Linked DNA regions of Zea mays: regions 2 and 3 are each linked to region 1. The links are chromatin contacts, called in public Hi-C maps. All regions are on one chromosome and are shown on one strand. Each heading gives the region's core, a stretch centred on a gene start, on an enhancer-like site or on the middle of the called end of the contact. The rest is flanking DNA. Distances are from core to core; before and after follow the strand shown.

The links. Hi-C and Micro-C count contacts between places; a contact is called where the count stands out from the background.
Region 2: a Hi-C map of endosperm shows a contact between it and region 1, with 2.5 times the contacts expected there. The contact joins the promoter of LOC100274725 here to the promoter of LOC100382650 in region 1. A contact is called at or near these places in 3 of 25 Hi-C or Micro-C datasets (ear, endosperm and tassel).
Region 3: a Hi-C map of ear shows a contact between it and region 1, with 3 times the contacts expected there. The contact joins the promoter of LOC100278787 here to the promoter of LOC100382650 in region 1. A contact is called at or near these places in 5 of 25 Hi-C or Micro-C datasets (bundle sheath, ear, endosperm and 2 more).

Annotation. Positions count from the first base shown.
Region 1 is chr1:90,034,839-90,038,559 of Zm-B73-REFERENCE-NAM-5.0, forward strand. It overlaps LOC100382650, which reads right to left and starts at 1,963. Exons shown (of 14, transcript NM_001361671.1): 1 at 1,760-1,963; 2 at 1,588-1,668; 3 at 781-849; 4 at 644-707; 5 at 192-271; 6 at 15-98. The coding sequence starts at 1,885.
Region 2 is chr1:89,659,546-89,663,266 of Zm-B73-REFERENCE-NAM-5.0, forward strand. LOC100274725 (NADH dehydrogenase [ubiquinone] 1 beta subcomplex subunit 8 mitochondrial) reads left to right here and starts at 2,077. Exons shown (of 4, transcript NM_001149025.1): 1 at 2,077-2,341; 2 at 2,474-2,560; 3 at 2,667-2,762. The coding sequence starts at 2,204.
Region 3 is chr1:90,301,222-90,304,942 of Zm-B73-REFERENCE-NAM-5.0, forward strand. LOC100278787 reads left to right here and starts at 1,769. Exons shown (of 4, transcript NM_001151950.2): 1 at 1,769-2,133; 2 at 2,446-2,535; 3 at 2,622-2,949. The coding sequence starts at 2,446.

The sequences.
Region 1 (3,721 bases), core at 713-3,212:
TAAAAGTGACATACTGTCCTATCAGTTGCAACACGGAATGTTCCAGGGATGGAAACACCTCCACCACCACCCATAGTAATGCCATCAAGAATGGCAACCTATATTGGCAGATAAATGCAATCTCAGATGTCAAATAAAAAATATTATAATGAATCATAACAAGAGAATAGTTCTGAATCCATATACTTTACATGTGGTTTCAAGTACGTGCCCAGAAAATAAATGAACATGTACAAAGTCTTGAAAAAATCCTTACATTCCTCCAGCTTGCCTGATAAAGGAAAAAAGATCAAATTTAAGGTAAATTTGGACATCACAAAACATTTTTGGAATGCACAAGTTTACTGTGGACCATCCAAAATTGAGAAACTTCTTGTGCAATAAATTGGATTAAAAAACCTTTGATTTGTGTTCTTTCCATTGACCTTTTCTAGAGAAAAATAAAGTGGGTTCAACAAGCAAGCAAATGGAGAGTTATTTTGCTGAATTATCTCATCGTAATAGCTTGCTGCTGTTTTGTGAAAGCAAAAGCAAACAGTTCACTAAAAAGGATAAGCAGGTGACAGAAATATAATGGAATGATTACTATCAACAGTTCACAATGGGATACGAACTATATGCTATGCAGGGCCTAACCACCCACCTTCACTGATAAGTTCATGTAATCTAACAACATCCCCACCAGCACAGAATGCTCGGCCGCTGCCCTTCATGCAATGAACAACTCAATTTGTATTTGGTCAGTGATATTAGCAGAACTGAAATGATGAAGCACCGTACCTTCATCATGACAAAGCCAATGTCTGGGTTGTCCTCCCATGATTGATAAAATTTATTGAGCCTAGCTCCCTATCAAGACAGACATTTTACCACGCATCAGATCAATTGTTTCCAATGTGAAGCTGTAAGCTATAATATATACACCCATGGACAGAAAAAATGATAAAGTCAACATGTCGACACACGAAAAAAAACTAAGCCAAAGAATCATTTGCATTGCAAGAAAGGGACTAAGCCAATCTGCAGAAGCTCCACCTTAGCATGAATGACTCCCTGGGCATTAAATTATACACGTGCTCTGCAAATGATAGCAGGGGCACCAAACCACTATGAAGCATGACAACCGACTCATTTGATCAAACAGCACACATACAGTTCAGTGAGCCGGAACCCCACCACCGCACAACTATGTAAAGCATTTTGCTAGTTTTCCTCCTACTAAACAGTGCAGCTGTAAGGTTTTTGGGCCCAGTTTCCCTATAAGGGCTTGTTCGTTTTGCTCTCAATCCATGTGGATTGGGTGGGATTGAGCGGGTTTCAATCCTGAACAAGTCAAAATCCTTCATAATTTTTTTCCAATCACATCCAATCCACATGGAATAGGAATAACCGAACAAGGCCTAAGCTGGGTCCATTCTTTTCTTCTTAAGTTAGGTGAATTGCAGGAGTTTCCTGCCCTCTTTGAAGAGAATTCTTCAATGTAAAGCATTTCATTGAACAATGAGAATTCCAATCACCACCGTCCACCAAAACAAAACTGCGCACCAACAACTACCTACTATAGTACGCGAGGAAATGGGGACGAACCATGGTGGTGGTGAGGGCGTTGAGGTAGCCAGGGCGGTTGAGCACGGCAGCGCGCGCACTTGTCTTTCCTTCAACGAGCACCTGCGCAAGATACGTATCAGCTACCGAACCCCAAGCCTCCATTGGCAAAGGAGGATGCCACGACGGCGGGCCCGGCCAGGCGCTTAGTTACCTCGTCGCTGGAGGCGGCGTTTAACGGTTGCAGGGAGGAGAGAGGCCGCAGTCCCCCAAACGCGCCGCGGCGCAGGGCCTCGCCGGCGCGGCGTGAGACGGCGGCGGCGGCGGCGAGGCGCGGCATGGTGGCGCGGATCGTAGGGTTTTGGACTCTGGGAGTGGACGGTGGACTGGTCCTCAAAAGAGAAGTGTGGCCCTCCAGTGGAAGTGCCGTGATGAGAAGAAACGGCGTGGGAGCTCAGTCTGATTGAATATGGGCTAGGGATCGTGGGCCCAACTGTCAACCTGGTGAACTGGAAAGGGTGGGTAAGGCTGCATGACCCCAATTCTGTCGAATGAAAGATGTGCTTTGTTTGATGCCAAAGTAGAATAAGACAATATAATATTGTCCTTTCGATTTTTTTGGATCACGCCACCACCAAAAAATTACTCTGGTGTTTACCTCGCTCTCACGTAACTCTTATCTAAATACTTAGAAACTGTGACCGTCTCTTCCATCGCTTCATGTACATCTAACCAAACACACTTCAAGATTCCAATTGACGGCTAATTAAGGGTTTATTCGATTATTTTTATCACATGTGGACTGAATGGGATTGGAAAAAAAATATGAAAGATTTTAACTTGTTTGAGATTGAAATTCACACAATCTCACCAAATCCATTTGGATTGAGAGCAAAACAAACAAACCCTAAAATGGATGCAAACCTCCACAACAATGGAAATGGATGTAATCTTCCAAAAAATGAAAAAGATGCAAAAAAAAACTTTTCCCTTGTTCATACGAACCCAATAGATGCAATTGTCCTAAAAATAGATAAAAAAAATTCTTTTTTCCTTGTTCGTATGAAATCTTTTATTGCTAGAATCAGATTTTCAAGAGTCATAGCTTATGACTCATTAGTTCAACAAGAGGTAACAATGGACATACATTAACATTTTGTACAGGTGGTCATATGTGAAGCTTTTTTGGTTTAGAAAACATGCGCACCGCTCACATGGAAAAAATCTATTGTTGGTAATTTAGAATCGGTGTTGATAACAGATCGGCTCTCTTTCTATGATCAGAAGAGTTCTGGTCCTTTAACCATAATGAAATTTTCTTTGCTGATTGGTGGAGGAGGGCTCTCAAGCATAAAACAATTAGAAAAGGAATTAATTTGTTAAACTCTACTACTATAAAGCATCAGTTTCTGATATCGTTGTATGTCAACACTATTACAAAAATACCCCTTATATTTCTTTGGAATCAACCTATGGCCTAAACATCCACGTCCCGGAGTCACCTTGGGCCTGTTTGGTTCGGTTTTTTCTGAATAGCTTTTCTGAAAAGGTGGCTGTGGAGAAAAGCTGGCTGTGTAGAGAAGCTGGTGGTTAGAATCTAGATGTTTGGTTCGCCTGCTGTGGAGAAAAGTTGTTGGTTAGAATCTAGATGTTTGGATACGCAGATTCTGAGATTGCAGATTCTGTTTGAAAAAACGAAACACATAAACACCGAACCAACAAAAGGTCATTACATTATAATTAGTAGAGTTCATTACAACATAATTATCGCTATATTCACATATTAAACTACGACACTAATGCATTAGCAATAGCATCTCGAAATGCACTCATGTCTAACTCATCAGATGTGCTACTACTACTCTCACCTACGGGTACATCATGACCAAGGCTAGTAGGTACAAGTTGATCAAAGTCTCGATCGTGTAGAGCACTGTCTCTAATGAAGTTATGCAATGCCATACAAGCAATAATTATCTTGGATTGTTTCCTAAGCGAAAATGAAGGGAGACTTAGAAGAATTCTCCACTTCATTTTAAGCACCCCAAACGATCGCTCTATAACATTACATAGCGAAGAGTGTGCAAAGTTGAATACTTCTTTGCTACCAATAGGTTGCCTCGCATTTTGCCATTCTGAAATGTGGTACTTCTGACCCTTATAAGGTGCAATGTAT
Region 2 (3,721 bases), core at 827-3,326, 380 kb before region 1:
TTCCCGAGAGCAGCAAGTTCGCCTGAGTCTGCCTGTCGCACCGGACACTGTCCGGTGCACCACCGGACAGTCCGGTGCACCCAGACTGAGCAGACTTTGGCTGAACAAAGCCATCTCTAATCTCAACTTGATTTTTCCTGTTTCCAGCACTTAGACACAATACATTAGTTTTTAAAACAATGTACTAAGTCTGAGAAACGTACCTTTACACTTGATTTGTACTTTGTCCACCATTTACACTTAGGCACTTGTGTTGGACACTAAATCACCAAAATACTTAGAAATGGCCCAAGGGTACATTTCCCTTTCACTAACCTATACATGGGAATATGTTGGATCTCGGCTAGAAATGGGTCCAGATCTCTTCCTATAAATATAAAGAGGTACGACCGATTGAGTACTTATTCGATTATATGTCGTATAGGAATGGATCTCGCCTAGGAATGGATCTCACCATAGGAATGGATCTCACCATATCAATCTTCACTTTTATTCGATTATATGTCGTATAGAGATCATCTTGGTTAGCCTACCGACCCCAAGACGACTCTAGGATCTTTCTCTGACAAGATTCCCCCGGGAGGCGAGATCCAGGTTCAACTGAGAGCTCTTTTGTGTCGTCGCGGACAGCCTGCTGCCCTACCACGGACGATCTAGGTGTATCGTACTTATCTTTATCTTCTATTTTAAACTTAACTCTATAAACAGTGGTTGTCGTAGCATGAGCAAGGCTAATTGGTTAGCATGGTGCATGGCATTTGTTTGACGCAGCATGTCGGGCATGTCTGGCTGATGAGTTTATTACTCAGCATATTTCGCATATATCTACGGCTAGATTACGCTACGTTACCGAACGCCCGAGTAAACATATACATAGCACCTAAGCGAAGTTAAACAAAAAGGAAAATATAAGCAATGATATGATCAACCCACTAGCAGGTCCAATGTTTCTCTGGCGCGAAACGAGGAGACAGGACACATCACGCATTGAAGGCCATGTGAGCCCCCCGCATAGTTTATTATCCCGTCATGGATCTCGCAGACTGGTTGATTGATTACGATCGAGTGATTAGCCCGGCTCCTCCCGCGGGGCGGTTGGCTAACAGCAAGGTTAGCTGAATGCACCCAGGTCGGTGCGGTGCTGTGCGGGTTGGCGTCGGAGTCCGCCAATAGTTTTTTTTTTTGTGTGTGTGTGTTGTTCATGCCGGGACTTGCAATCCGAGAGCAGTTTACTGGCATGACGCATGCGCGCTCCCACAGTCGGTGACGTTGATTGTGTTTCAAATGGTCTGGCTGGTGTCTGTAGTTTCTCTCGTGCTGTTTTGTTTATAGCTGAACGAGTTTTTTTTAAAAAAATCCGGTAGCAGTGCAAAAGTCCAAGCCATGAGACAAAAGTATCCGCCTTTTATTTTTCACCCTCGGTAGCCGCGGAAGTATTGGGACTTGGGAGCTTTGGTACTACGTACTACAATACAATATATACTTCTTCTTCGCGTAATATACTATACGTACAATACACTGTACTGCTGAGGGGGAGGCGATCGCATCTCTCAACTGACGAATCGAGGCAGCAGCTGGCGTGGCGGCCCGGCCTGGTTTGTGCTGTGCTGTGCTGTGCTGTGCTGACGGCAGCGCGGGGGGCAAGAAAATCATTTTGACGTGGTTGCTTCGTGCTCATGGAAACATCTGCATCAGTTGTCGGTACTATGTTTAGTCCGTCACCTGCCAGCGAGTTAACAACACCTACCTAGCTATATGCCTATATAGCCCGTTGCTGCTTCGGTGACGGGTTGCGGGGCCCGCATAAACAACTGCGACTAGTATACAGTACGATGGTGGTAAGTGTAGTACAGAACTGTACAAAGACACTACATATATATTTGTGGTGGATTTTTTAGTGTTTTTTCTTCCCACAGGCGGCAGTGTTGTGAAAGCCCCGTGAACATCATCACTTTTCACAATGCAAGGCCCAGTGAAGCGTGGCCCAGCAAAACGCATGCCTATCCCAGTGGACTCCACAAGGCCCAAATATACATGCCAAATCCGCTTCCAGTTTTCTCCCCCACTGGATACAGCACACGAGGCCCGAACAAAGCCCACCCAGCTTCCTTCTGTCTCCACCGCCGCCGACGACGAGCCGCGCAACCCAACTCACCGCACGACGACTCGCACTGATCGGAGAGCCAGCGAGCGAGCGAGCGAGATGGCCGGGAGGTTAACCGCAGCAGGGTTCCGCGTCCTTGGCGGCGGCGGCGCACGCGCCGCGGCCGCGGCCGCTGCCCTCCGGCACCGCGCCGGCATGGGCCTCCCCGTCGGCCGCCACATCGTCCCAGACAAACCCGTAAGTCTCCCGCACCCCGAGTCCAGATCCAAATCCGACCCTCGCTCGTGCGTCCTCTCCTCATCTGCGCGCCAGTGAGTTGCCGTCTCAAACCGATTGGATTCTGGGGATTTTTTCTGTTTTGGGTCGCAGCTGCCCGTGAACGACGAGCTGGTGTGGGACAACGGCACGCCCTTCCCGGAGCCCTGCATCGACCGCCTTGCCCCGCACATCGGCAAGGTATTACGGGACCTGATCAAACACGTCGTGCGTTGCGGCGTCATATGCGTCTGGACTGTTTCTGATTTGGCTGTTTCATTGGTTCTGTGTGTTTGCTGCTCGATAGTACGAGGCGTTGGCGTGGCTGTGCGGAGGGCTGGGGTTCTTCGCTGCCCTCGGTGTGGCTGCGGTGGTGAACGATAAGGCCTCCAAGATACCATATGTGAGTGTGCATTGCTAACCGTTGTTTCCCTGATTGCATTTCGATCTTCCAGTGTTTGTTGTGCTATAGATATCCCTCCACCTACTATAACTAGGGAAAATATCCTATGCAATCACTTATCCTGGTGCAAGCATGCAATCAAGCGATCTGGTGCATCCGATCTAGATCTAATGGTAACTGTTATTTTACATTTAACCCCTTCCACCTGAAACCTAGTGTCTATTTTACATTTAACCACTTCCATATGAAACCGTTGGATCTAGACTGGATGCTCTGGATAGTTTGATTGCACGCTTGCACAAAAATGAGTGATTGCACATGATATGTCCTCCTATAACTATGTTTCTTATGATTTTTTTTAAAAAACTAGCTTCCGTGGGTTATTCGTAAGTCACTATAAGATAGTATATTACTTCAAAAGTTTTTATCAGACGAAATGATATTATATCATGGTTCTCACGGCACCATAGCGAGGCGAGTAGCCAGCCAGGCGCCTCTGCCTAGGCGTCCTGTCCAGCAGCAGCTAGCAAATATGCAAGTATGCAAATGCAACATATATGAATACATGACATCAAATAATAGCAAATAAAATATACTTCCATTTTGCAACAAGTAGCAAGCAGCTATATAAGTCCACCAAATACATGGTAAAGTGAATAACTGATAAAGTTTAAAGTGGTAGCTAATAAATATGTGCATATGGCATACTGCCCTAAGTCCCAGAAGGGCTAAAGCCTTAGGCCTAATGTCCTAACCAATATCTGGCCAAAATCCATACTTCCAAGTTCCAACCAGGATCCTTTGACTTCACCTTCCTCTTAGGATCATTCGATGGATCAAGTGAAACATGTATCTCTTCCTGTCTACCTTCCGCTCCAGCATCCATGTCCTATCTATACTTTGCTCTATGGTGTATCAGCAAGACAAGTAGACAACAACATATATCAATCAAGCAATAC
Region 3 (3,721 bases), core at 519-3,018, 270 kb after region 1:
GGTCCTTAATCTTTAACAATTGTGTTGTCTTGTTCTTGATTCACAACATTTGAGAACAAGGGACCAACAAATATATATATATATATATATATCCAAACGAGGTACAGGCAGGGGCAACGGAAAGGGGGCAAAGTGGGCCATGGCCCCCCTCAAATTTTATAACCTTTTAGATCTCCTTTGGGACAAAGAAAAAGTGGAGGAATTTTAGAGTATTAAATTCCTATAGAAAATTTTTCTATAAAGACCTTTAGAACAAAGGATTGAGGTCATGCAAATCCTATAAAAATTCCTATGGAATAACCTATTGTAGTGTGATTTTGAAGGATTTCTAACTTGACGTCCAACCTCTTCGAGATTTTTTTGTGTGTCTATCTCTTTCCTCTAATTGTTGTGTTCTTTCTATATTGCATCCAAAATGCTCTATTAGAAGTTTTCGCATTTTTAATTCCTATAGAATTGCAAGTGTTAAGCAATTTATTCCTACACATTTTTCTTGTTCCTACATTTCACCAATCTTGTATTCCAAAGGGGGTATGAGGTTCATTTACTGTTATGTATAGAAAAAATCAAAATTTTGGGTGGGCTAATACAGTCCTATTATAGGCCTTCTCGTCGAATTGGTTTAGTCCTCCTAACATCCGTCCTCCTCCTCAGCCTAGTTTTTGCATCTATTCATTCGGTCTCATTCTTCTAGACGCTGCTCGAGCCAGTATGCCCTAACGCCCCTTTCCCGACGTCACACGATGCGATGTCGCCCAATCACGCTCCCTTCCCGGTGTCCTTATCCCGCTCGCCATCATCGCGACGCCGGTCCACCCAACATGTCCGATCTTGTATCATGTATTGATATAAAATTTAAATTACATAATACTAGTTTTTTACTGTCTTATTTGATTTTGTCATATGTTTTTTGCATCGATGAATTCTCGTACTACGTCCGGCACTGGGTACAAGTAAAATTGTGTGCATTGGCTTTTTATTTAGAGAAGCACGAAAGTGTAGGAGTAGACGTGTAGGAAAAGGGAGAAGATCAGTGCCACCTCCATGGATATACAACAGCATGGTCATCCTATCACCAAAGAAAGGCAACCAAAACAATAATTTCGCAATCAAGGCCATCCTTTCACCAAAGACAGGCAACCAAACAGTAACAATTTTGCCACCAAGCAATTGCCGGTTGCATTACTTAACACTGGCTTGGGCTGACCTCGTCAGAGATCGTCTACTTCGTGAAGCAACGGGAGGTGAGGGAACAAAACACGAGGGGCTTTTTTGGGGGCAAAGCATCCCCGCCCCGCCCTAGAAATTGTTCAGATAGTACACTTCCCGTATTCCCCCTATGCCAGCCTTTGCTGTCCTCCGCCACTTGATTATTATTTCTGTTGCTTTTCTATTGTATACTCCTGCCGGGTAGTACCATGTATTTGCTGCAGTGGACCATACCATCAGCCATCACTGTCAGTGTTGGAGGCACATCCAACCAACCAAACAAATAACTGAACTCGAGATATCTCCGTGGGTTTTTATTTTTATTTTCGAACACTGGTTAGATATTGACGGCAAAATTACATTGAGACAAAAAAAAATGGACTCCTTGATGCAAAAATTATCATTTTTTTAATTGGTCGATGACTGAACTCTAGTGGCTTTTCGGAACGCAGATCATCCGTACACGTGTTTTAATACAAAATACAAGTAACAACCAACAGCACCTACTTTCTCCTCCGGAACTGTGTGATTAAAGTGGCAGATTTGACGCATCTCCGTCCCCAAGCCCACCTCGCTCCTTGCATGCATATGCAGCAGCAGTCACAGGTAAGCAGATCCCCTAGAGAAGATTAGACTAACGAGAGGTATCAATCCCTATCTCCATCCCCATCTCCCACTACCCATGCGGCCATGCATCAGTAAATCAAAATCATAGCAGGTGAAAAAAAAGAGAGCATGTGAGCCGAGAGAGAAACAGGAAAGGAGCAGGAAAAAAAAAGAGAGAGAGAAGAAGCCGCAGGGGCTGGCCTGACGGTACGGACAGCCGCCTGCCTCCAGCAGTATCCAGCCGCGAAAGAATTGAGAAGATCCAGACCGAGCTCGACGAGGGGAGGCGCGACAAAGAAGTATCGCCGCCACGGAAAGGTTTCCTTTTTTCCCCCCTGTTTATTATGCGCCATAATCCTTTCTTTTTATGCCTTCCTGTTTTTCCGTATATACTAGAGCTTTTCCCGTTGCTTCGGTAGCTAAAGGAGTGGTTGTTCTCCACGGGGACAACAGAAAAATGATATGGAGATTTGGTTGCTTGTCCAATTAAGGTTGGTTTCTTGTTTATGGTTGTATAAGCCCGTTGAGTTAGGGTTAACAGCTTGGGTGAAATTGGACTGTAAGGTTACTTTGGGTGGCGACGAACGTGAATGCGATGTGATATCTTTTATTTTATTTTTTTTTTTGCAGATGGAGGATCTGAAGAAGTTTTATCCTTCTTTCTGGAAGCAATCTAGCAGTTCACGAAGTAGCCTGCACTCGATCCGTGAGCATAAGCTGGTGAGAGGAACAGCTAGATTTCTTTTCTCTCCCATGTAAGATAGTCTAAATTTGTCTTGCTAAAGAAGGATTTTTTGGTGCCCCAGATGGATTTGGGTTCGAGGCGCAATCAAACCCAAGAAGTTTCCACCAATTTCAATAAACGCAAACCGTTCTCCGAATCTGTGGAACTGACTTCAGATGTTAGGACTTCAGTTTGGAGAAAATCCGATGCTTATCACGGAGTGATTGACTTGGAGAAGCCATCGATTTCTGGTGATGCGATTGAAGCTATTGGTTGTTCTGGCTTTGGCAACCCTGCCAACCAAAATGGCAAGTCTCAGGATGGTTCATGCTGTATTTCACCAGAGAACACCTCACTTGCAGAGTCGCTTCAGTCGTGTAGAGACTGGAACATATCGCGTGTAAGCGTTGGTGAGTCTCTATTCAACCTTGCATCCTGTGCTAACATGTTTCAGAGCTACTTATGCAAACAGGTTGTTGTCATCTTGTATGACCTATTTTTTGACTGTACCTGTTGCATATGTGTCTATAAGTTGAACCTTTGATGAATAAAGGCTATAGTGCTCAATTAATGACAAAGAGGATGATATTGCCACATTGTTTGTCACAGCCATAAGTTACATAAATAGCTAAAAGTTGTTATGTACTCCCTCTGTTCTTTTTTATTTGTCGCATTTTAGTTCAAAAGTGAGCTAGCGGATGACAAATATTCAAGAACGGAGGTAATATATGCTAACTTTTTGTAACTTAGAGGGTGTTTGGTTTCTAATGACTAATTTTTAGTCCCTCCATTTTATTTCATTTTAGTCCCTAAATTGTCAAATACAGAAACTAAAATAGAGGCCGGAAACAGTTCCATTTTCTGAAAAAAAAACTGCTAACTATTTGCAGCAATTGAGTTTTGGAGAACAAGATCGATGTCATTTTACTAGTTTGGTGAAATATTTTTTTTCTTAGGAGACCTTCGTATCATTATATTAATAAGAGGAATAAATATTTTACAATATTTCACAGAAAGGAGAAACAGCTTTGTTACAACAATGTGATCTTTCTCAATGCTATCCATGTCTGCATTCAAATATTTTCTGTGTTTTTTAGGGAGGTTTTGTTGCTAGCCAGCTCTACTGGGATTATTACAATGCAAAGTCTAGTTTAGGACAAGTCATAAACATGGATGACATAT